Regions from separate parts of the Mus musculus genome. Here region 2 is linked to region 1. A link is a contact called in public HiChIP or PLAC-seq data. All regions are on one chromosome and are shown on one strand. The core of a region is the stretch at or near the end of the contact, and the rest is flanking DNA. Distances in the headings are between cores, read along the strand shown.

Region 1 (5,031 bases), core at 319-2,818:
TGAATAAGTTAGAACCTTAAGTATGAATTAGATTATTTGCAAATAAAAACTAAAATCTAGGTTGTTGTTATTGTTGTTTAATTTTCCCTCTTATATCAAATAATGCTGTTCCTGTCTTATTGTATGATGTTTTAATTGGTAGAGGCATTTTGGAAATAGTATGGTATATACTCATATGATGACTCAAAATGAAAATCAGCCTGTGATTTTCTTTTTGGGTATAGAATAATTCAAATCCATTATTGAAAAGCAGATAATCTGCACTTTCCGACATGCCTGTGACTTTACCCTTAACTTTATGTGATTATAAGAGACTGTTTATGTGTATTCGCGTTTCCGTTGGCACAGCGTTTTAGAACTGAGTGACTTCAGGCACTGGGCTTGCTTTTTTTTTTTTATGGTTTGTGAAGTGCATCAAGGTTGACATTCTCAAAAGTTTTTTGTTTTATGATTTGTACTACAGCACAGGGTAACATAGAGCTGTGCTTATCATACTTATACATTTAGGAAAGGGTGAGATAGCTTGTCTTCTGCAGTTGATAATTGGTAACTAAAACCTTTGCATTTCTATTGTGTTTGGTAACAACTTAGTATTTTTCCAAAAATTGTAGCTCAAAGTAAATACTTTTTCTTTAAACTAATTTCAGTTTAACATCATAAAAATAGGGACACCATCACCCACTTAAAAACAGTTTAAATTGCATGTACTCTGTCACTGTAAATAAACAAGGTAAACATTGACATGACTTCAGATCATTCTTGGACTGAAAAAAAATCTGCAGTTCAAAATAAATTCCGCCTTTGGTCAACATTTTGGATGCAATTCAAAGTTTCTCATAAAATAAACATATTTTAAAGAGTGTTTTGAATTTCACTGCATAATTTCTAGCCAACAGAAATGACAGTGGTATCTTCAAGGTTTGTGATACGTCAAATCAATAGCCATTATGCAAACCTAGCAGGACTGCAAGGGGCAATGCCTTCCCTCTCCTTAGCCCCCTACCCCTGGGACAGGAAGAAAACTCGCAGAGATAGTCCCTAGGAAGACTCTCAATGCAGAACTTTGTGTTTGTTTAGTAGTAAAACTATTCTGATAAAATAGAAAGTAAGCTGATTTTCAGTCAGAAGAGCAAAATGTTCATTAAAATGATCTGAACAAGAGTTTTTCCACAATTGGAGAGTTTTACATCTGCATAATAACAAATTGTTTCCAAGCACGAGCTTGAACTGAAAATGCCCATCACAACAGATTGTAAATTTTTTCTGCTGCTTTAAAAGTGCCTCGATCATTTCTACGGCTTCCCTGCTAAAGTATTTGCTATTTTATTTAAACATTTTTTGAAAAATGAACATTCTGAGTCTTTGCAGCATTATTAAGAAAAGCTGTCCATACTTTTCCATGTTGTTGAATGTGTTTATCTGCTGATTATAAAATGTGTTAAACAGTATTTTAGAAACAACAAAAATGCAGCGCTGCGCTTTGATGAATTCAGTGAACAGAGCATATGCTGCGGGTTCTGTCCCAGCAAAGTCGGGTATGGTCAATAGGCTCCCGCAAAGAGCAGCTCTGGCGGTTAGGAGCCAGCCGAGCATGATTTTTGTCCCGGGGAGCTCTGGGCTCTCTCTCACTGCTGTCTTAGACAGACAGATCCTTCTGACTGTAATGCTCACGCCTGCTGTCCTCCTGTCCTCTCTCTGACATTTCTGCAGGTTGGAAGCTGTGTACTGTGGCTGCTACCCACTCTGTCCCAAAGCCTTGGTCTATCCTGAGATCTTTCCAGGTAGCTGCTTTCATGTGCTTTTTCTTTGTTGTGATTTAATACAGGATTCATGCTAAACTAAAAGTTTGAAAATAAACTTAAGTAGGAGCAATTGTTTATTTGGCAAGTCAACATGTTAGTGTTAAGGAAAATTTTATGTGTTTTAATACATTAGAGTAAGCTTATATTTACCATCTGTTCTTTTAAGATAACAAAAAAAGCAAGTTTTCAAATAGCATTCTTTATTGTTAGCATACACATCTCATAATGACGGATTTTTATAAGCAGGTCAGTACTGCTGCAATTGCTAACAGATTTTTTTTTTAATGATATACACAGAGAAAATTCGAGGATTGAAAGTCATACCAAATTCTTTAAACAATTGACTAGTTAATAATATGCAACTGTTGTACAGAGTACGTACAGCTACAGTACTGGTTCTTTGAAAAATTCTCATCACTAAATATATCACATATGCATTGTGCTGCATTAGAATAATGTATTTTAATCACCCAGAGGAGATGTCTAAACAGCACAACTACACAGTCTTATTTAGCATTAAACATCCTTGTGAGCTGAGGTAACCTTATAAAATCATGCTTAAATAATGTAAAACATGAGGCGGCACAGAGCAATATGCATTTTTAATTAGTAAAGTGACTAATATCGAGTGTGTGCTTTGAGGTTTTTGTTTCATTAAAAATGTATCTGTTTTTCCTGCAGCTGAGTATCTGTATTCCACACCTGAACAGCTTTCAAAACGGCTCAAGAGTTTCTGCAAGAGGCCAGATATTATAAGAAAACATCTTTATAAGGTAGCTATTGAGAAGAAATTTACGTGCTAGAAATGCCACATTTAAGTACAAAGAAAATTTAAAAAAAAAACATCTAATTAACATACTAATGTTTAAAGGAAACATGCTAGGGAGGGGTGTTGGTTGTTACACTAACAAGGATTAATTAAACTGCATGCCAGTTGTATTAACCTAGGTCTTAGGAAATACGTGCACTCCATGCACACTACATGCTTGCTTTTTAATTTATTGTTTTCTAAGATGACTGTCCTGTACATTTAGCCTCAAGAGGCTTATAAAAATGAACCTGGATTAATGTAACTCATTAGTTTAAAAGGAAGTGAAGGGAAGACTCCACAATTATACTAATAAGAATAAGCCTTTCTTCCCATCATAATGAAATCTTAAGGCCTCAAAAATTTAGCTGAATGACATTAGTGAAGTTTGTTGTTGGTTTTTGAACTGCTTTAAAGGCACCTTTCAAAAGTTGTATTCCCCTCATTCTGGTTAAAATGAGACTTAAAAATTCCATTTATTTAGAGTCAGGTCCATGGGTCTTAGCTGAAAATGTCAAGGCAAATGGTTCATATCAATAGTACCTTCAGCAGTCCCTCTCGCCTTACCTGAGTCCAGCCTCTTACACTGTGAAACAGCACAAAGAGCCCCCACAACACTGTAAGGAGCTGAAGTGGGGTCTGCTTTCTGGGTTTCAGAGGTAGCTCCAGGCCATGAATAATTCACCTTTTGATGGACTTTGACCGTAGTGTCTTCATTTTTTCTAAGGCTAATGTAGTTTACAATCTAGTTCTTTTATAATTCAGAAACTTCTAATTTCCTTTGTTAATATATAACCTTCAGCATGAAATACACTCCTGCCTTTCCCCTCTCTTGTTTCAAGGCCTAAAATACATGTTTACAGAGTGATGCATGAAAACATGACTTTATTTCTCCAGGAAACAGTTAAACTTCAGCAAAAAGGGAGAGAACCAAAAATGCAATTTAACACCCAATTTCAAGCTCATTATCTTTCATTGTCTATTAACTTGGCGATGGTTCAGAAGGTAGCTCATGATAGTTTAAAATGCTGACTGCACAGTTCCAGGCTTCAGTGTGGCTCCCGTAGTGGATACTGTTGCATCGTGCCTGTGAAGCCTCCAAAGAGTCTAGGCCCTCAAGGTTTGCCCCAGTGTGTGCTCCTTCCACAGTTCAGTCGTACTTGTGTTCTCATACAACATGCATCGGTCAATCCCAGTGGGATAGGCAGGCAGAACATGAAGATCATGAAAGTTAAGGAAACAGATGTTTTGGCCTAAGTGGATTCAAGTTATGTTTGTGCTGTGAACCTACTTCAGTAAGTTCCCAGTTAAAATACCAATTTTTTGTTATGCTTCAGGAGAATTTTTGATAAAATGTTTACAGATATGTTTTATCATCAAATGTATTTGCTTTAATGTTGGTTAGGGTCAAACCCTATTAACCCTGTTTTCCTACATCTGAGTCTTCAACTGTTTCACAAGGTCCTGCAACAGTTGTCTGTGGTTTGAAAGGAAACAGATTTCTAGCTGACCTTTTTCAATAGAATTGCCACCCTTCTGGGATATAGTGTTTATTTTACAAATAAATAGAAAAAAATCTGAAGGAATGTTAGCTTGGTGTATAATGTTAATATACAAAATTCTTCACGTACTTAAAAAATAACTCATACTTGAGCTGCACCATTTTAGCGCTGATGGGAAGCTCCAGCCTTCACATGATAAACCCCACAACTCAATGTTTCCTAAATTACTAACCTATAAGAATTTACATGTATGTTTTATGTATTCTTCAATGCATTGTAATTATAAATCTATGCTACACCTTTGTATATGGCCTCATTGATAGATATTAATGATAATTGTTATCTAAAAATTACTCTCCAAATTTAAAGAAATATATCTGAAATTACAAATAGTTGAGAGCTTTAAGACAAATGGCCCATTAAGAGGCACTAGATTAAACAATGCTAGGAATGGTCTCAAGTTTGTTGTGTTAGAGTAACATAGGTCATAGGAGTAGGAGTGAATGTAATGGAAAGATAGCGTGGATCACAGGTGTGGCTGCCTGTTCGCGTTTATTCGCAGGTAGCATCACTCTCACTGGATAAGCCAGACTCATTTCCCTGCGGGGCAGCGTCCATAGCCTACTTATCTTATGCAAGGGCAGAGCACCTTTTGTGTGCTTGTGAAAAGAATGCAAGGGCTTTTAAAAGTCTTTTCTTTTCTCCTCTTTTACTCTCCCTTCCACTGGACAGTTCTGTTTTGCTTTATAAAGCTTGTGCTGCTGAGATCCGAAAGCACAGAAGGTCACGGAATCATCAGTCTGTCCCTCTTACGGTTTACACCTTCTCTTGATAAAATCATTCGGGCTTTGTACCTTTTAGAGTTTATCTTAGAGTAGACTTTTTCATAAGGAGTCAGACTTAGAAATGTAATGACTGC
Region 2 (4,468 bases), core at 243-2,742, 430 kb before region 1:
TTCTTTCTATAATAACCCCTTAGAGAAACGATATTGCTTTGATTGGCAATCATTATTAATTTTTCATGGCATTTTGAAGATGCAGATCTTTTAATGGTAATAGCTTTAATTGAGGTCTAAATGATTTTTTGATGGTCTCTTCTAATATGATTTAATAGTCTTATGTTCACGATCGAATGAGTGTGTTAATTTCTAATTTAGAAATTTTATTTGCACTTTAACTTGACTTTAGTTTCATTTTTATGTTCCACAAAAAGTGAATGAAATTGTAGCATTTTAATTATACATTATTAAACATCTCAGCAATTTTAATTCCATTTTTCACCTAGTTTTGCTTAGGCATTTTTTTTTATATAGGACCTAATACATAGCAAAAGAAGTGCATATTTCTCTCATTTGTCACGAAACACTTTTAAATTACTTAGAATACTTTACAAGCTTACTAATTTATGAAATATGTTTTTAAGGAGATAGAAAGGCCATATAAGTTATATGCATATACACATAATAAATTGGAAAAGTGATAAATGATAAAAAACATTGGTTATAATTAAAATGACTCCATCTCAATATACATGCTTGTAGTTAAATGCCAAAATTGTTCTGCCTCTTTTAGCCTACTTGTTTTAAAAATAAGAACTCTGGCTTGGAAAGGTAGGAATAGGGTCTTAAATCCTTGAAATGACTGAGTAGGGCTAATTCACAGCATCTCTTAAATGTTTCAGCAAAACTGCTCTTTCTATCCTCCTGGGAGAATTGACTGTGCAAATTGATATTATGATGTGTTGGGTGGTCACAGTAATGGTGTTTCATAAGTCACAATAACTGGTCCTACAGATACAGAATTGCCCCTAAATGAACTTTGATATTATATATTTTTGAGATGGTTAAATATGACATTCTCTATAAAACTCCGATTTGTCCTCATAGGCCTTATTGTCTTTGAATAAGGAAAAGAAGACACAAACTCAATTAAGCAAGAATGGCAATACTGTGTTACAAATTTTTACTATTTAAGGCACTATATCACATTATCACACCATTTGTTTCTGATTGGACTTGTGAGTTGAATGTTTTCCAAAGATCAGCTATAAGTAATACGCTTGTGCAGTTACACTTTTGTAACAGTTTATCTTCTCATGCTTCTATGCACAAAAAAACTCTAGGAAAAAAAAAAAGCCTAGATATTTATCTAGTATAACTGCTTTAAATTTCACATGCAGAAGTGTGATTGTGTTGGCGCATTATGAATGGTAGCTTTGGTGTTGAAAAGTCCCCTCATTTGCTCATGGCATTTACAATTAGTAAATTAAAATGATTGTATCATATTAACAGTGGCACAACTAAAGTTTATAGTAGTCCTCTGAGGGCTGTGGGGGAGACAAAGCAGCTGTTGCTGTTTGTTTATGCAACTCGGCAACATATGAGCACTGGTCCCTCAATGGCGCTCGGCGGGTTGGGCTCCGCTTGATCTTTGAAGGTTGCTGCTGTTTGAACAAACCTCCCTGTGTCCCATGTAACACCATCTGTCTCACTAGGAATGTGGGAAGATTCAGCACACCCTAGCAGTTGTCACACCGTTTCTGGGCTGTCTTTTTGCAAAAGGCTTTTGTGTCATTGCTGCAGAAAAAGGCTGGCCTCCTACCTTGAGCATCCAGAGTGGATGACTGTTGGGTTGTTGTTTTTTTTTTTCCCCCTTAGAATTTCAAGTCACACTGCGTTTCCCCCTTGTTCAAAAAGGTCAGCGGTGTTGGATGGTATCTGTGCTGCCTCTAACTTGTCTTTTCAGCAAACTTTTTTTTTTCTGTTGGTTCTTGCACACTACTAAAACGGAAAATGAAATGTCATTGAAGTCTTTCCTACTGACTTGTGATAAAGCTGTTCAAGCAGACATAACCCAAGATGTTGTCTCTTATTTGATAATGAATCAAATCTGATAGGCAGCACCTAAGAAAAACACAGTTAACATGGGCCAGTAGCACAGTGAATGGGATATTTAAACAGGCATACCAAATATTTATAGTCAAAGGGTTTTTTTTTTTTTTGATTTTGTCTTTTATTTGGGGGTGGGGAGAGGTCTCCATTTCTTTAAATTTCAGTTTGATTTAGTTTACACTTTTACCTGGAAACAGAAAACTTCACAAAAATTTGTTTTAAGTGTGGGTTAAAAGAAAAGAACAATTTTATAATTTTCAGGAAAGTATTTTTTTCCTCCTCAAGCCAGCCGTGTTTTGAAAGGAAGCCTTTAGGGTTCAGATTCTGCACTAAACCAAAAGGAGCCATGAGCATCTCTACAATCATACTTCTCATCTCAAGGGTCAAAGAAATGCTGTAGAAAAAAGATGTCAGGCGTAATTGTGAAGCAAGGGTCCGACGTGCACGGGAAGCACTTTCTTAAAAGAGAAAAATTCCCATTTTATTACCAGCATTACCACTTTTATTGCAACTCTGAAAGTCTGACCAGATAAATAAGCATGAACTCAGACCTCTCAGCCTGTCTAAAAAAGAGGTCTTGGGAAAGATTCCTAAGCAAGCTCCTTTGTGCCTCCTGAACAAAGATGACGGCCATTTTTCTCCTTTTACAGCACCAAATGCTAACCCAAGGAGCAGGTAACCGCAAGTTCAAGTGCACGGAGTGTGGCAAGGCCTTCAAGTACAAGCACCACCTGAAAGAACACCTGAGAATTCACAGTGGTGAGTCACAGGGGGGTCGCTGCATTGCATTCTTTCCTACTAGAGAAGATTGTGGAGACCTTTTCAGTGTACACAGTCCCGGGTGGAGTGTTGTGGGCTTACCCCTTTATTTCATAAGCTCTAGGAGTCTTGGAGAGTCTTATGGTATCCTATAAATGCTTATCCTTCTTACAATTCACAAGGGCTTTGATTTGTGTTTTCTGCTAAATCTAGAGACTTTTACAAAACCGTATAACTTTGACCTGGAGATATTTGGGCTGCAATTTCAGAAAGATATTCATTTTTTTTTTGATACCTAAACTTACAAGAAAAAGTGGGAGAAAATTGGACAGGAACTTGCATATGCTAACCATTTCTTGACTCCTGATAGCTATACATCATAAACCCACATCCTACCGCTGAGATTTCTGCTTTATACATAGTTTGATAGCTCTGCCAAGCATTTTATTACCAAATTGGATGCTATTCAAAGAACTAGTTGAATTGGTAGAATCAATGGGGTCTCCACAGAGTTGATTAAAGCCATGGCTACACTTCCCTTTAAATACTGTGACATCTTTATTGTGCTATTGACCACACATTAATCTGACACTCTGTTTAAATAGGAGGCTGCTGATGGCCTGACAAGATTTGGGATTCTAACTGAAAAAGGCGTAGAGAGCCTTTACCTTCCACAGCTTACATCTTGAATTATGTCCACTGGGGGTAGATAAAATCCAGAGATAGTTATGGTCATATAACTCTGACGTAAGCATCTAGAATGTAGAGTCCACCTACATTCGACACCTAGATTAATTTCATTTGGTTTCACAGATTCTTATCTTGGCAGACAACTTTGCATGTTACCTAAATGAAGAAATCTAATGCTAATTTTAATTATCCTTTCAGGTGAAAAACCTTACGAATGCCCAAACTGCAAGAAACGCTTCTCTCATTCTGGGTCCTACAGTTCACATATCAGCAGCAAGAAATGTATTGGTTTAATATCAGTAAATGGCCGAATGAGAAACAATATCAAGACGGGTTCTTCCCCTAATTCTGTTTCTTCTTCTCCTACTAACTCAGCCATTACTCAGTTAAGGAACAAGTTGGAAAATGGAAAACCACTTAGCATGTCTGAGCAGACAGGCTTACTTAAGATTAAAACAGAACCACTAGACTTCAATGACTATAAAGTTCTTATGGCAACACATGGGTTTAGTGGCAGCAGTCCCTTTATGAACGGTGGGCTTGGAGCCACCAGCCCTTTAGGTGTACACCCATCTGCTCAGAGTCCAATGCAGCACTTAGGTGTAGGGATGGAAGCCCCTTTACTTGGATTTCCCACTATGAATAGTAACTTGAGTGAGGTACAAAAGGTTCTACAGATTGTGGACAATACGGTTTCTAGGCAAAAGATGGACTGCAAGACGGAAGACATTTCAAAGTTGAAAGGTTATCACATGAAGGATCCATGTTCTCAGCCAGAAGAACAAGGGGTAACTTCTCCCAATATTCCCCCTGTCGGTCTTCCAGTAGTGAGTCATAACGGTGCCACTAAAAGTATTATTGACTATACCTTAGAGAAAGTCAATGAAGCCAAAGCTTGCCTCCAGAGCTTGACCACCGACTCAAGGAGACAGATCAGTAACATAAAGAAAGAGAAGTTGCGTACTTTGATAGATTTGGTCACTGATGATAAAATGATTGAGAACCACAGCATATCCACTCCATTTTCATGCCAGTTCTGTAAAGAAAGCTTCCCGGGCCCTATTCCCCTGCATCAGCATGAACG

Evidence for each region. HiChIP or PLAC-seq counts read pairs in DNA pulled down with a chosen protein or histone mark.
Region 2: an H3K27ac HiChIP or PLAC-seq map of VIP interneurons shows a contact between it and region 1, with 4 times the contacts expected there. The contact joins two enhancer-like sites. A contact is called at or near these places in 3 of 39 promoter capture datasets (the 3T3-L1 cell line, 3T3-L1-derived adipocytes and liver), 3 of 484 Hi-C or Micro-C datasets (cerebral cortex, cortical neurons and forebrain), 1 of 115 datasets of contacts at active chromatin or transcription factors (VIP interneurons) and 1 of 9 other capture datasets (adipose tissue).

Annotation. Positions count from the first base shown.
Region 1 is chr2:44,567,963-44,572,993 of GRCm38.p6, reverse strand. It overlaps Gtdc1 (glycosyltransferase-like domain containing 1), which reads left to right. Exons shown (of 11, transcript NM_001362987.1): 9 at 1,711-1,781; 10 at 2,484-2,575. Among named protein-coding and RNA genes, the nearest start is that of Gm39806, 69 kb to the right of the region's middle. Within about 2 kb of position 1,568, at least 24 of the 459 cell types and tissues checked have an H3K27ac peak or open chromatin away from gene starts, as enhancers often do. A contact at or near this core is called in VIP interneurons and cerebral cortex, where this site is marked.
Region 2 is chr2:44,997,110-45,001,577 of GRCm38.p6, reverse strand. Zeb2 (zinc finger E-box binding homeobox 2) reads left to right here. Exons shown (of 10, transcript NM_015753.4): 7 at 2,586-2,694; 8 at 3,583-4,468. Among named protein-coding and RNA genes, the nearest start is that of Mir5129, 24 kb to the left of the region's middle. Within about 2 kb of position 1,492, at least 43 of the 459 cell types and tissues checked have an H3K27ac peak or open chromatin away from gene starts, as enhancers often do. A contact at or near this core is called in VIP interneurons and cerebral cortex, where this site is marked.